3 separate regions of the Rattus norvegicus genome follow, and regions 2 and 3 are each linked to region 1. A link is a contact called in public Hi-C data. All regions are on one chromosome and are shown on one strand. Each heading gives the region's core, a stretch centred on a gene start, on an enhancer-like site or on the middle of the called end of the contact. The rest is flanking DNA. Distances are from core to core; before and after follow the strand shown.

Evidence for each region. Hi-C and Micro-C count contacts between places; a contact is called where the count stands out from the background.
Region 2: a contact with region 1 is called in a Hi-C map of Schwann cells, with 8 times the contacts expected there. The contact joins two enhancer-like sites. A contact is called at or near these places in 3 of 12 Hi-C or Micro-C datasets (the A7r5 cell line, Schwann cells and frontal cortex) and 1 of 1 datasets of contacts at active chromatin or transcription factors (oligodendrocytes).
Region 3: a contact with region 1 is called in a Hi-C map of hepatocytes, with 1.6 times the contacts expected there. The contact joins two enhancer-like sites. A contact is called at or near these places in 3 of 12 Hi-C or Micro-C datasets (the Rat2 cell line, hepatocytes and mammary epithelial cells).

The regions. Positions count from the first base shown.
Region 1 is chr4:83,161,041-83,165,814 of GRCr8, forward strand. It overlaps Tax1bp1 (Tax1 binding protein 1), which reads left to right. Exons shown (of 18, transcript NM_001004199.1): 3 at 4,191-4,293. Among named protein-coding and RNA genes, the nearest start is that of Tax1bp1, 11 kb to the left of the region's middle. Within about 2 kb of position 2,896, at least 55 of the 93 cell types and tissues checked have an H3K27ac peak or open chromatin away from gene starts, as enhancers often do. A contact at or near this core is called in Schwann cells and hepatocytes, where this site is marked.
Region 2 is chr4:83,355,890-83,360,663 of GRCr8, forward strand. The region is part of intron 1 of Jazf1 (JAZF zinc finger 1); the gene reads right to left. Among named protein-coding and RNA genes, the nearest start is that of Jazf1, 160 kb to the right of the region's middle. Within about 2 kb of position 2,087, at least 56 of the 93 cell types and tissues checked have an H3K27ac peak or open chromatin away from gene starts, as enhancers often do. A contact at or near this core is called in Schwann cells, where this site is marked.
Region 3 is chr4:83,020,769-83,025,542 of GRCr8, forward strand. All of the region lies in intron 4 of Hibadh (3-hydroxyisobutyrate dehydrogenase), which reads right to left. It overlaps LOC120102279 (a long non-coding RNA gene), which reads right to left. Exons shown (of 2, transcript XR_005503585.2): 2 at 1-4,774. Among named protein-coding and RNA genes, the nearest start is that of Hibadh, 55 kb to the right of the region's middle. Within about 2 kb of position 2,878, at least 13 of the 93 cell types and tissues checked have an H3K27ac peak or open chromatin away from gene starts, as enhancers often do. A contact at or near this core is called in hepatocytes, where this site is marked.

The sequences.
Region 1 (4,774 bases), core at 1,646-4,145:
GTTTGTTCTTAAATTAATCATCAGTGAGCCCTTGGGTCAGGGTCTTCCTGTCATTTCTCTGTTGAACTTGTTTATCAGTATAATCCTCAGTGCCCATAGAAAGCAGGCAATTACTCTTACTTGAATCAGCAAAGGGGTTGAAAGAGTGGAGGTTCTGGACAATGGCCAAATGTGTCATAGTATTTATGTACATATTCATTGAGTCAGTTCATCTAGTTAATTGAACCAGGTTCTTACTATAGGACATTTTACATTGTACCTAAAGGTGACAGAGTCTTAACTCTGGTGTGGGTTGAATTAGAACTCTGACCCCAGACCTCACTCTGTAGCTCAGGCCTGTCTTGAGTTTATGAAGGCTTTTTGAAACCCAAAGAGGATAAGCCCAAGAGTGTCAATCACAAGTTCTGTTAACTAGCTCTCGTAACTCTGAATTTGGTGTGCATGCTTGAGCATGCAAGAATCATAGATAGGCCCTGCCCACAAAATGCCAAGGTTCAGAGCCCGGTTTACCACTTTGGCTCCAATCCCAGCTTAGGCTCCCAAACTTAGGATTCCATGCTGACTCCATGGTGCAGTCCTCTGCCTTTGAGGAGTCTTATGCTGTTTCCACAAATAAACTTGCTCTGTAGAGATAAACTGGTTAACTGCTATGGAAAGTAGATCTAAAACTGTTTGACTGTTTTGTTTCATGCTTTTGTTATTTCTCAAAACATTTTGTTGGAAGAAATGATTTAAGCCACCCATTATAGTATATTAAAGGTGCCCTCTGGCTTGGAATGTTTTGGCTGAGAAATCTGCAGGTAGTATTCCCTTGTACGGTGACTTTTCCCTTATACCTTAAAGACCTTTGGCAGCTTGATGATAATGTGCCTTGGTCTCTCCTTGGGCTTAGCTTAGCTAAGGTGCTTTCGGTTGTTTGTTTATAGAGACATGGTTTTCTTATGTAGTCTAGGCTGCCCTTAAACTCCCTATAGCCTAATAGCCTAGGTTACCTCACTCTCCCAAAATCTGGGGCTCTAGGCATAGAGCATTAGCTATTTTTAATTTCTTTACTTTTTCATTTTCCTTTTCCTACCTAGTAAGTTTCAGCTGCTACTTGTACAAATATGCTCTAAGATTCTCTGTTCCTAGAAGTCAGTTTGTGTTTGTTTGTTTGTTTGTTATTTATTGTCTTCTACTGCTACCCAGGCTGGCTTTGAACTCAGTCTTTTCTCAGCCTTATGAGTAATGGATTAAAGATGTACACCACCTGTTTATGTTGTTTGTATTGGTAGGTAGGTTCCTTTATATTCAGCTCCCTTTTTCATATGGTTTTATATTCCCTGACTCAGTTATTAATACTAAAATTTAAAATTACATTTAGTTAAATTAATTTTCTGTATACATGTGTGCTAGTGCTTGTTTGTGCGTATGTGTGTCTAGGTCAAAGGACAATTTTCAGGAGTCAGTTCTATCCTTCTACCCTGTGGGTCCCAGTGATTGAACTTGAGTTGTCTGGCTTGGTGGAAAGAAAGCCCTTCTATCCATTGAGCTTGCACACATGCTCACCACCCCCCACTGCCCACCCCCCAAGCTCTTAAGCCCAGGTAGGAGGCTTCAGACTTGCTGTGTAGTTGATGTCTGACCAAGTTTGCAGAATCTTTATTCAGTTTTAGTCAGTTGTGGAAACCCTCTTGTGAAGTTTTCAATTCAGTTACTGTATTCTTTATCTCTAGAGTAGTGTGGCTATTTTTTGTTTCATTATTTTTGGACAGTTGATTATTGGGTTACATTGAACTTTATTAAATGATTATTTTTGGGTTGTTGGTCAGATAATTTATTTATTTAAAGATTTATTTATTTATTATATACAAATACACTGTAGTTCTCCTCAGACACACTAGAAGAGGGCATCAGTTCTCATTACAGATGGTTGTGAGCCACCATGTGGTTGCTGGGATTTGAACTCAGGACCTCTGGAAGAGCAGTCAGTGCTCTTAGCCACTGAGTCATCTTTCCAGCCCCAGATAATTTATTGAACTCTGTTTCCTGAGGTTATTTTCTTTTAGCTTAATGAAGTTTCTTAAAATTTATTTTTTTCCTTTGGATCTTGCATTCTTCAGAAGAATTTTTCCATTTTGTGATTTCCACAAAGTAGTATCCTCTTTGAATCATTTCAGACTTGTTTGTACAGGAAAAACGTTCACTATATACCCTGTCCAAAGGTTCTCTGGGTTTCCCTTCAATCTTTCACTGGTATGTGTTATGTTGTGTAATTTCCCAACTGAAAAATACTGCTTGTTTCAGGAGTTTGTACTCTTTCTCCCTCTTGTGTCTGTCTGTGGTACTGCATGTCAGTAGAACAGTCCCCACCCCCATCCCTACCCCCATCCCCAGTGCCTAGGCATCCAAATTGTCCTGGTTTTGTTGGTGCCAAGTCAGGTGAGGCAGAAACATGCACAGTCCATCAAAATGTCTGCATGTTAGATCCATGTCTACCTCCTCCCTGATCCCCAACAGAATGGTCTCTCTCCTGAGCCAGCAGGGGAAAAGAGCCTTGTGGTTGTTAGAAAACAATGCCTCTTTGTCTTCAGTGGAGGTACTCTTGAATTGTAGCTGTCCTGGAGTACTTGTTTTTCTAATGGGTTTTTGGAGTTCTCCCAAAGGATTTTCTGGATTATGCACTGTGAAGTGGAGCAGAGCGGGCTGTGCGACTCCTATCTTCTCCAGGTTTCTTTACTTTCACTTTCACTCACTTGGCAGAAGTCTCTTCAGATACTTTGTAATTTTCTCAGTGTAGCCAAAGGAAAGCCTTTTCTTTTCTTCCTGTTCTCTTCCCAGTCTTTTTATCAAGTATGCTTCTTCCCAACTAAACACTCACAGTGCCAGTGTTGGAAGGAAGGAGATGGAGTTTCAGAAAGTATGAAGGGTGTCTTCTGTTCAGTACCAGGGCAGGCAGCCAGAGTGCGATCCCCAGGGAAGAGGACTGACTCCCAAAAGTTGTCTTGTGGTATGTGTGCACAAGAGTACATGTGTATACAAACACACACACACACACACACACACACACACACACACACACGAATCTAGAAAAATCATAGAACATACAATCTAAGACTGATGGATGTATAGTTTTATGTAATGTTGCTAACAGTGTACTTGCTTTAAACTTACCTCTAATAGTCAATATTTAACATAGTTAATCTGTTTACAAAACACAGTTTGAGATCTGTAATGTCTATTTAAGTTGAAAATGTTACATATATTTTAATTTCTTTATTGTATATTGCATATGGTACTGGGTTGTATAAGAACGTTTCTCATGAGTTTATTCATGAGACTCATGAATCACATTCAGTGTGTTTTAAACATCTTTCCTTGCATATATCCAAGATGAAAATATGTTAATAGGTGAGGTATAATGATCTCTTAGAATGTAAATACTCTTCCCAACCAAGATATACAAATTGCTTTCAGGCAGAACTTGCCAAAGATGAAAGATTAGTGATTTCAGTTACAAGAGAGTACTTATATAAAACAAAACAAAACACCTCCTCCCCCCAAAAAATCCCAGGTCCTTAGTATGAGATATAAAACAATGTTATTTAAAAGTACATAATAGAGGGCCTAGGAAGGTGGCTTCATCAGTAAATGGCTATAAGGATTTGAATTTGAATCTCCACAGCACCCATCTTGTAAAGCTGGGTCTTCATGTCTGTAATCCTGACATAGAGCAGGTGGAGAGAAGGATCTCTAGAGTTTGCTAGCCACCTAATTCAGCCAAATTGGTGAGGTCCAGAGTCAGTGAGAGACCCTGTCTCATAAAACAAGGTAGAGAGCAGTTGAGGAAGACATTCAACATTGACCTCTGGCCTCTCTATGCACAAACATGCATCTGTGCACACAGAAATCCACAGGGTATAGTAACATAATTATTTTAAATAATAAACAGAAGATTTTGTATTTTATCATGTGTGTATTTCTAGGTAGCACTTTGCATTTGAATATATGATAGGACATTTCATTCAGTTTATGTAAATTTCTGTAGCTTTTGGTAACAGTTTAATAAATCATAATTAGACATCCCTGATAACAACTCAAGATTTTAAAATTTTAAGTGCATATTTTAACTTTAGGATGTAATAAAAATGATGTGTCTAGCTAATATTAGGGTGTTTAGTTACATTCCTTCTTAAATTTTTCTCCTTTAGGTTGGATGGAGTACTGCTCGTGACTATTACACATTTTTATGGTCTCCTATGCCTGAACAGTATGTGGAAGGATCAACAGTCAACTGTGTACTAGCATTTCAAGGTAAGAACTGAAAACTGGGGGTTGGGGATTTAGCTCAGTGGTAGAGCGCTTGCCTAGCAAGCGCAAGGCCCTGAGTTCGGTCCCCAGCTCTGAAAAAAAGAAAAATGAAAAAAAAAAAAAAAAAACTGAAAACTGAAGGACTTGATCAAGCTAGCAACCTCTATTGTAGTTACCTGTTTCAGCTGTGTTTAAATGAGCCTTTATTGAGTGAAAGGCAGATGAATGAATACCATGTGTGGGTCACAAGGGGCTTTCATAGCTACTCAGAACATTCCTTTTTTTAATGAAGCAAACTTGGGAGTTTCTTAAGAAAAGGTTGTGATGCAGGTCTAGATATAAGCATTAACAAGGGAAGGGAGACAGGTAGGAGGACAGAAGTGCATATCCACACACACAGTCTGAGGATTGATTGCACGTGAGGGAAAGGAATATCAACCAAGGATGAGGTCGAAGTTGCCACAATACTTACTCATTTGTACAT
Region 2 (4,774 bases), core at 837-3,336, 190 kb after region 1:
AGCTACTGCTTCCCAGTGACCCCCACTCGTGGATGATTCACTCTAAGCAGCTGCTGGGATCCAGCTGGAGACAAATGCTGACTGCTGCACAGTGAACCAGCTAGGTAGGCCTTCCCTAACTAGTTCCCCACAATCCCATATCACCTGGCAGGGTGTTTTCTGCTTATTATGCTAATGAGATTTTACTTGAAAGATGTAATTATTGCTGCAACCCAAGGAAATAATTAATGGCCAATTTTAGTGGGCAAAATATTCATTAATCAAGTCAACAGACAAGAGACTACAGAGTTTAGGGGGGGGGAGCCCTCACAGAGGAGGAAAAAGATAATCACCTAGAGGGTTCTCCTGTCTCATAAATATGGGTTAAGTCTATTCAATTTCAGGCTCTTCAAAGTTCACTTTCAGATCTCATCGTATGCCTTCTACAGAAGTCCATGTTCAAACACCTGGCTTCAGGTCACATGGTCAAACAGGATTATTTTTAAATGTTTATGAAAGAACGGACGTGTTTGCATACAGTATTACTACTCAGCTACCAAAGGTTCTCTTTTGAGATGGAGTCTCTCACTGGCCTAGAACTCATCAATTAACTAGTGTAGCCTGTCTCTCCCTTCCCAGCTCTGGGATTATAAGACTCACTATCATGCTTTCTTTATGTGGGCTCCGAGGATTCAGGCTCTCCTGCTTATAAGGCAAATACCGAACTGATTCTCTCCCTAGTCATTTTGATAATATGAAACAAAAATATTTTGTGAAAACAAGGAGACAACACTGATCTCAAGGTTGGTCTCTTTGAAAGGTTCACCCCAATTGGGGATGTTTGAGGTCACAGAAACCACTTTCTGTTCTCTTAGGTTACAGGGAGGTAGAAGACAGTGGTCATAAGAACCCAATTCAGGTTGGCGAATGTTTACATCATCATTGTGCCTTACAAACACCTGACTTCTCAAATCCAAGGGAGGATGATCTCTAACATGTTGGTAATCGGAGTCTGGGAAATAAAGGCCATTAAAGACAAAGATGCTCAGGAGGTTAGATTAAACCCACACTTAATAAAAGGTATAGCAATCTTAGAGCATAATGCATCTAAAACAAATGAACAAAATAAACATGAACCATGTCCTCTGGCTTCTCCCACATAGCACTTTTATAATATTCATACCCTCAGATTTATGGTATTATACATTATTTGACTGACATGTCTCTCTGTTACATTATAGGGATTTAAAGACAGGAGATGGATCACAGAAGGCAGCATATAATCACTGGGAGTCAACTTAAAACCAAAAAAAAAAAAAAATCCATGTTTTCATTTAATTTTAAATGCAAACACCATATTCTAGGTTCTATTTGCCCATAAAGCCGTTTCACAGTCCAGGAAAAAAAATCATTTTAAATAATGCTCAGCATCCACATCTTAATGGTCTAGATGCTAAAACTTTTCACCAAAAGTAATGATCTCCAGGAGTAAAAATAATACAATTATAACTGAACTACTCGGTCAGCTAAATCATAACCAGAAATGCACGGATATGTATTTCATTCATGTGCAAAAGGAGGGGAAAAGAAAAGAAAACCTTCATTCTGGACCATCAGCATAGCACTAAATTTTGATCTGTCATTGAAAACAGTCACTTCTATTTCTGGCATATGCCATGACAACAGGGCATGGCAACTGGCAAAGACAGTTCATATTTCACATTAAATCTCCCCACCTGACCTTAGGAGTACAAGATGGAGAGACTCATGAATAAGGAATTATTTGTTACATAAACAGTTCTTTTCTTCTCAAAACAACACGCACACACAGACACAGACACACACAGACACACACACACACACAGACACAGACACACACACACACACTCACACACACACACACACACACACACACACACACACACACACACACACACACACAAAGAAAACCCCTCTGAGTCAAACCATAGAAAGGTCTTACCTGTCTGTGAGGAAATGTATTATTGGTAATACGTTTGCAAGATTGCGCAATACAGACCCAAAGTGTGCTCTCCAGGTGGCTCTGTGGTCTGAAGGACCAAGCAAGCCCTAGGAGTACTTCTGTGGAGAACCCTGGGGTTCAAAGGCATTGCCAGGTATTGTGTGTGTGCCTCTGAGAGGCAAAGCTCAGAGGTGGGGCTGAATGCTGTGTGTGGAAGCAAGCACATCTGGTATTCTCCCCCCAACTTGTGTTGAAACTACACATGAATCTGCATTTAAAATGGAGATTTTATCTTTCCGCTAGTCTGTCCTTAAATGAAACTTGGAGAAAAGCCTTGTAGGCATTTCCATTATCTCAACCGATGTCTCCATAGCATGACTAACCCTTTGCTTCCCAGTGTGCCCCACTGCCCAACCCTAGAGCTTAGTAGTGTGCTCAGGCTTCAGCACAGCCCCGGCTCTCTGACTGAACTGAGATGAAAGCCCCACTGTGCGAAGCACCTGCACACAGTTCAGCCAGGCCTGAGAGCGCTGTAGTGTTGAATGGGGTAAGCCCTATGGAGGTTCTCTTCTGGACCAGCACCCAGCATTGACCCTTTTACAGAAACAGAAGGCCATTCAGGGTGGGTAATGTACTAGAATATTAAAGAGCTTCTCACGCTGCCTGCAGCCTGGTCCAGCTGCGGGGGTGGGGGGGGGGAGGGGCACCTAGGGTTTCTGATGCGCAGGCCTGGGAGCAGTAGGCATCAAGCTTTCAAATAAGATTCCAGGGACTCTGATCCTGCTGAAGGTACTAGGGGCAGCTCCCAGAAGCACTGCACTCAAATGACCAAAGCAGTCTGGTCCTCTTGAATTGGGTAACTGTGCCATGGGTAACCGAAGGCTTCAGGCTTCTCTGACGCAGTAGAATACTCTCAGGACAGCAGTAATACCAGGAACTAATGAACTACCAGGAGGGACTGATGGTACCGGTCCTTAATCCTATCCCCCTGTGGCTCACAGTGAGACGAGGACTGAGGAAACGTGTCCCAGGAGACTCCCAGCCAGGCAGCAATCTTAATTTCAGCACTCATATCTGAGTCACTGACAGAGACACAGGGTGTGGCCAGCAAGAACAACAAACTGCCTCTAGTACTTCAATAAAATCACAGCAAACTTTCCTAGCAATGGGCCCAAGATCAACTTTTCTGAAAGCAACTAGTGGTAGACCTGGGCTGGAAACCAACCCATGGTTGCTTGTTAAATCAACTCAAGCAGTAGATCTCACAGCTGTACAAACAGTGGTTTAAAATCCAAGTTAACAGCCACCCAAATAGATGCTATACTTCGGTTCTAATCCGCACACTCTTCAACCACTGTCAGCTAAGAGACATGGGAAAGGAATAAAGAAAAGGCCAGCAGCATCGGCCTTTCTCAAAGGACACTGGCTTCTGGCTCCTGGAGTTTCAAGTGTGAAGCCAATGACCAGTGATTCACAGGGAATCGTGAGGGTGAGGTGTTTCTCTCCCTACCCTGGGGATCTATCTGCCATGAACTCCAGCTAGAAATATAAGCAGTGAGAAATATAAGTGTCAGAAAACTCAATACTGGGTTGTCCAACGTTAACCTTTGAAGAGTTTCTGGAGTAGAAGTAATCAGGAAATTGTTGCCTCTGAAGAGGCTCTCTGTCCCGAGGAAGGCAATAGCATGAAGATGGAGGTCGTCCACAGGACAGCCACACACCTAACTACACACACAGAGCCACATACACAGGGCTGGCTGGATGCTTAGCCAATCCTATCACAGACCTCTCAGAACCACAACTGAGAGGGGGAGGGGAGGAAGGGGGCTCTGTAATCTGCAGCTTTGAAAGTCCTACTTTTAAAACTCAGAGACTGACAAAGCTTCAGAGTCCTCAGAGAACTTTGGCATACATTCTTTTGGGCAATTCCAGGAACCATGTGGGAAAGGGAATAGGTTTTATTTCTTTGTTTTGTTTTCCTCATTTTGAAATTTTCATTTGAAAATTAAGGAACTGAACAGGCAGTCACAAAGGCTATGGGGAAACTGGCTAACAGTTACAGGTCATCAAAAAAGGACATCAGGTCAAAACTAAGCAAATCCAAGCAAAGCGTGAACTCTACTCTGGGTAAGAATGTATCACTAATACTAATATAACCAAGATGTCAGTAATATTAAAAAAAAAACTGGGGTTGGGAATAGTAAATAATTCTGTATTTTTCTGTAAACTTAAAACTAAAACAAAAAGGTTGTTTAAAAAGTGAGGGAACAGATGATCCTCAGACAATGAAAGAGGGCAGACACAGCTGCACTGTTTTCTGTATGCTTAAGATATTTTTAGAAGAGTTTGTAATTGAAAATATTTTAGGCTTTGAAGCTATAAAAATACACATACACGCACACTCTCATACACATGTTCACACGTACATACAGACATAGATGCACACACAGATGCACACAGGTGTACGTACACACACACACACACACACACACACACACACACACACACACACACACACACAGATGTACGCTCACACACACTTAAAAAATAGTTTTTCCAAAGAAGTAAAGGATTTGTGTGGGAAAAAAATGCTATGCTCATAAAAGGCCTGAAATATTACACTTCAACAATTTGTTGCTGTGAATCCTTTCAGTAGCAGCCACTGTGCTCCTGACAGATGACCCAGGAAGAAGATGGATTTGGTCTATCTACCTACAACGACCCAGGCCCCACATCTCCCTGACACTGAGGTCTCCACATTCTCCTGTGAGGACATTTGTTCTATGAGGCTTGCATCCAAACAAGTGCTCTTCC
Region 3 (4,774 bases), core at 1,628-4,127, 140 kb before region 1:
AAATTAGGTTAATGTCAGACATGGGTACATAGGGAGTGAGAGACCTGTCTCACAAAAATAACTCTTTCCATGCCAAGTACTTATTTATAATATTTAAGTCATAGTGAAAATTAATTATTCCTTCTTCTTGGACATTTGAGCTATTTCTAAGTCATCACCAAGTTATTTATACCAATGTTTCCTAATCTTCTGATCTTGGGACCCCTCCATTTTATTACTTATCAGTGAGGAGCCCAAAGGTTTTTTGCCCATATGAGTTACACATATGAGTCAAAATGTGCAATATTAGAAATTAAAACTAAACTAAGGAAAAATTAAAATATTTATCTTCATTTACTTAAAATATACTAACATGTTTTTATTTTAAAAATGTTAACACCATAACAAAGAAATGTTTATGGAGGGGTTGGGGATTTAGCTCAGTGGTAGAGCACTTGCCTAGCAAGCACAAGGCCCTGGGTTCGGTCCTCAGCTCCAAAAAAAAAAAGAAAAAAGAAATGTTTATGGAGAACATTATTTTACAAGTGTGACTGCCTTTAGCTCAGGCATAATGGAAGGCAGCTGGATGCTTAGCACAGGTTAAATGTGGATGCTCTGGGTGAGTAGATAAGGAACACAGATAACATGAGAAGAGGAAGCAGTACTTAAATAGCTTTCCAAACCCTGGCTATTCTTCCTTGACAGCAACCCAGATCTGTTGAATGGTCTCTGCAGAGCTACAGAATGGGATCTGAAAGGGCTACTAGGGAATTTCTGCACTGGTACATGAAAGTCAGTCTATTCTACAATACCAAATAATGGTCATTTGAAACATATTAAGTTGGTGGGTTAGACAAAACTTCAAACATTCCCATTACACAGTATGAGGAACGCGTGTTTTTAACAGCACTTCCAAGCAGCTCATAAACATCTTAGGATGCTCTCAAAATCAGTCAGATACAAGAGTCCAAATCATTTTTTACTTGAACAAACTGGTTTTAACAACTAACAAGAAATATATCAACATTTTTCCCTTCGAATTAAAGGCTCCACTAGGTCTTTCTCTAGGATCTCATTAGTCATTTTTACAAGTAAAATGATGTTCTACAAAAAACCCTCATCCAGTTTAGCTTGCAATTACATCACTGTATCAAGTGCAGCGGAAGATCTTGGTGCACATGTATCATTTCATCAAAAAGAACACTGAACAGATGTATTCAAAGTTTGATAAAAATAGTTATTACTTCTCTGTTTGCGAATATTCTTAAATGAAACTGTATCTGAACGATCACCAAGAACACAATGTGGGGCTGGGAATGCAGCTCAGCTCATAGAGTGCCTGTCTAGCATGCTCAATGTCCTGGATTCGATCCTTAGCACCACATGATGGTGCATAACTGTGACCTCGGCACTTGGAAGACAGATGCAGGAGGATCAGAAATTCAAGATCACCTCAAGCTAGAGCTCAATCCTGGGCTACATATGACCCTGACTCAAACAACAACAAACCCTACAAAGTGGCCATCTTGATTCATGCTTAGAGCAGAGTATCTACCATTCCTTTCATGAGGATTATTATCTCATGAGGAGAATGGTTGTGACTTTATGGTCCATCTGAAGGAAGGCCTGTGGGTAGCACATCATGAACCAGTGCTCTCAGAGTTAGGGATAGGAGTTCAGCAGTTAAGAGCTTGCCCAGTGTGTGTGAGACCTGAGGTCTTAGTGCTAAAAGTTCATCCCTATCAGTAAATATTTATATGTATTCAGAAGGTAGTGATAGATTTGTTAGAAACAGAATTACTAGAACAATTATGTGTTTATATTTGTACATACACATACATGCACACAACCCTTTGTCAACGTAAAGGTTTAAAATTTGTGGCTTCTCTGGACCATCCTCAGTGTCATCAAGTGCAGGCAGGCTGTTCCACAACTAGGCAGGCAACTATACATGTGCCTTCTTCATGTCCCCATTTCAGTCTATTAAAATAGAGATGTTACCTGCCACCCTAACTCACTGGGCTAACATAAGCACTAAATGAAATACAAGAAAAAGACTGAACACACACACACACACACACACACACACACACACACACACACACACGGTGGCAGGGGTGCCAGATGAAATGCTGACAGTCTAAGGATGTCTATGAGCTTTTTTGTTTCACTAGAATTTTGTTACATCAAAATCTCTGGGGCTTAGAATAGTAAAACTTTCATTTTATTAAGTAGTTTTCCTACCTTTAAGTAAGATATAGTATCTTGTCACATTTTAGAGGAAAAATTATATAAGATGGCAAAATTCTCAACTGAGGCACACACGTAAGTTTAACTAATGGCAGACTCGGAGCCAGCCTTCTTCCAAGCTGACTCGAATCTGAGAAAATGGGTGGTTTAATTCCTCCACACAAATGTAATCCACCTAGACACAGGGGTGGGGAAGGTCACCTGAACGAACTAATGACCACAGTTCCTTCACTTTGTGTACCGTTTGTGCTGTACATGTTTTCTGTGTACATGTTGTGTATGTTATGTGTGCTGCTTTAAACATGTTTTCTCTCATGAACACTATGCCTTTGTTTCAAATATACAAAGACAGAAGACAAACATCACAAGATGTGTCCACTTCTGTCCCACTGATCCTTAGTCTCCCTAGGACACTGGCCTCACACCAGGAGGTGCTAGCCTTGTGGCTGCAGTAGTGAGCACCTCTACTTCCCTGGGACTTCAGCTCAACAGCCCTCATTGGTGACTTGTGACATTGTCCTGCCAGTCCCTGCAGGTCCAGTACCCTGACAGGCCATTATGAAAAGGCTCTCTAACAGGGCCACTGGCTGTCAGAAGCCACCAGCTGGCCTGCCACAGCCCTGCAGTCGCCAGGGTCCAGCTGCCAGTCTGGGCGGTGCTGTCCATGCTCAGCAACGTGCCACCCAGCTGCTGCGTGGTCACGTCCATCTGGAGCTCTCCAGCTAGACAAATCTCTATGCTGTCAGATCTCTTCGGCAAGCCTTGTTATGCAAATCCAATTACTCAAGTGTGCCCTGTAACTGCTGGCTAAGTGCTCCTAGAACCTGTCTCACACTGACAGTCAGTTCACGATTTTTTTCTTCACCAAAAACGTACCTCATTTATTCTTGCTTTGCTAAGCCCTTGTGTCATTAAAGCAGAGTGGCTAAACTCCATGGTATTCTAACCTCTCTGTGGTGGGTTCCTGTTCTCCACACAGAGCCCAGAGGAAAACTAATTACAAAACAAACCCTTCTAATCAGAACGAGAGGTGTTCAAGCTGCAGAGTTCCTGCATTTGACAGAGGTGATTTTACTACAAGAAATGTGAGAGTTAAATTTTAATGACTTGAACAAGAGTGGAATAATGAGAATAAAGCCACAGTGGTCCTTTTGACTAATATCCAATTTTAAATGTTAAAATGAGGACAGACTTTACCACATGAAGTTCATATTGATGGCTCCTTCCCCTTCTAAAGTCCTTTCTCCTCTACACCCTCTCCTGGACAGGAACCCTCTACATGAACCACACCTCAAACCTTAAAATGAGGTGTCTTCCTTTCTCTTTAATAATTCACTGTAACCCATCATTGATTAGAAGATTATTTGAGAAGTTTTCAAAGTTTTTTTTAACTATGTCTACCCCGATCAAAAGACAATTAAGGAGAGATTCCACAATGATAAGGCTGTAACTTAAAGAGTCTTACTCAAAAAATATCATTATAAAATTATACACTTGAATACACTGAGAAGGGAAAAGATGAGTGTAATCAGCAGCTTTACTTTCAAATTCACAGTTTCCACACTCAGCAGTTAGGAGAGAAAGGACATATATAAATGTCTGTCAGTCACAAAATGATACAAGCATTATATAACCAGCATTATGAGAAAAGGGTATCTGGACTTCATTTCCTCAAACACTGTAACTAGAGTAGGAATGTCCAAGAACCTTACTCTAGAGGTCACAGCTCACTGCTGACTAAGCCAGATTTGAACACTCACACTTCAGCTTTAAAGGCCTAGGGACTAGAAGACTGCTGCTGCTGCTGCTGCTGCTGCTGCTGCTGCTGCTGCTGCTGCTGCTGCTGCTGCTGCTGCTGCTGCAGTTTGTTTCTAAGTGAACTTGGAAATAGGTATGAAAGAACATCTGGCAAGGAATTATGATAAATCAGAATACAGCATCTTAAAATATGAGACCACTTTTGCTAAGACAGTTTCACTAATTCACAGCTCTCTAATTTTGTTTCTAGGGATTACTAAAATTTCTTCAAATTACATATGATACACGTGGTAAGCACAAGAGCTTATATGCTTTGTCTTACCCTGTTCCTGATCAAATGAGAGAATGCACGGTGCCTCATTTAAACCTAAACTACTTGGTAACTGCTTTTCAAATGCTCATCTTTAAGTAATTTTAGTTTTGGTTTGGTTTTTTTGGGGGGAGAGGGGTGGAACTGAAACAGGGTCTCTCTGTGTAACCCTGGCTGTCCTGGAACACACTCTCTAGATCAGGCTGGCCTCAAACTCAGAGACCCACCTGCCTCTGCCTCCTGAGTGCTGGGATTAAAGGTGTGTGCCACCACCCATTTGAAGTAATTTTAAAAGTCAGCATCTTTTAACTCTTCAGAGACTAAAGTTTAGAAAGAATTATGTAAGTTGGAATTAAAAGCAAAAATTTCAAATGTATTAAAGGCATAAATATATTTATTACCATTTGCATTGTAGGACTAAATATCTAGCCTACAGAGTGACATTTTTAAATGTGTAATGTGACTACATGAAGTAAT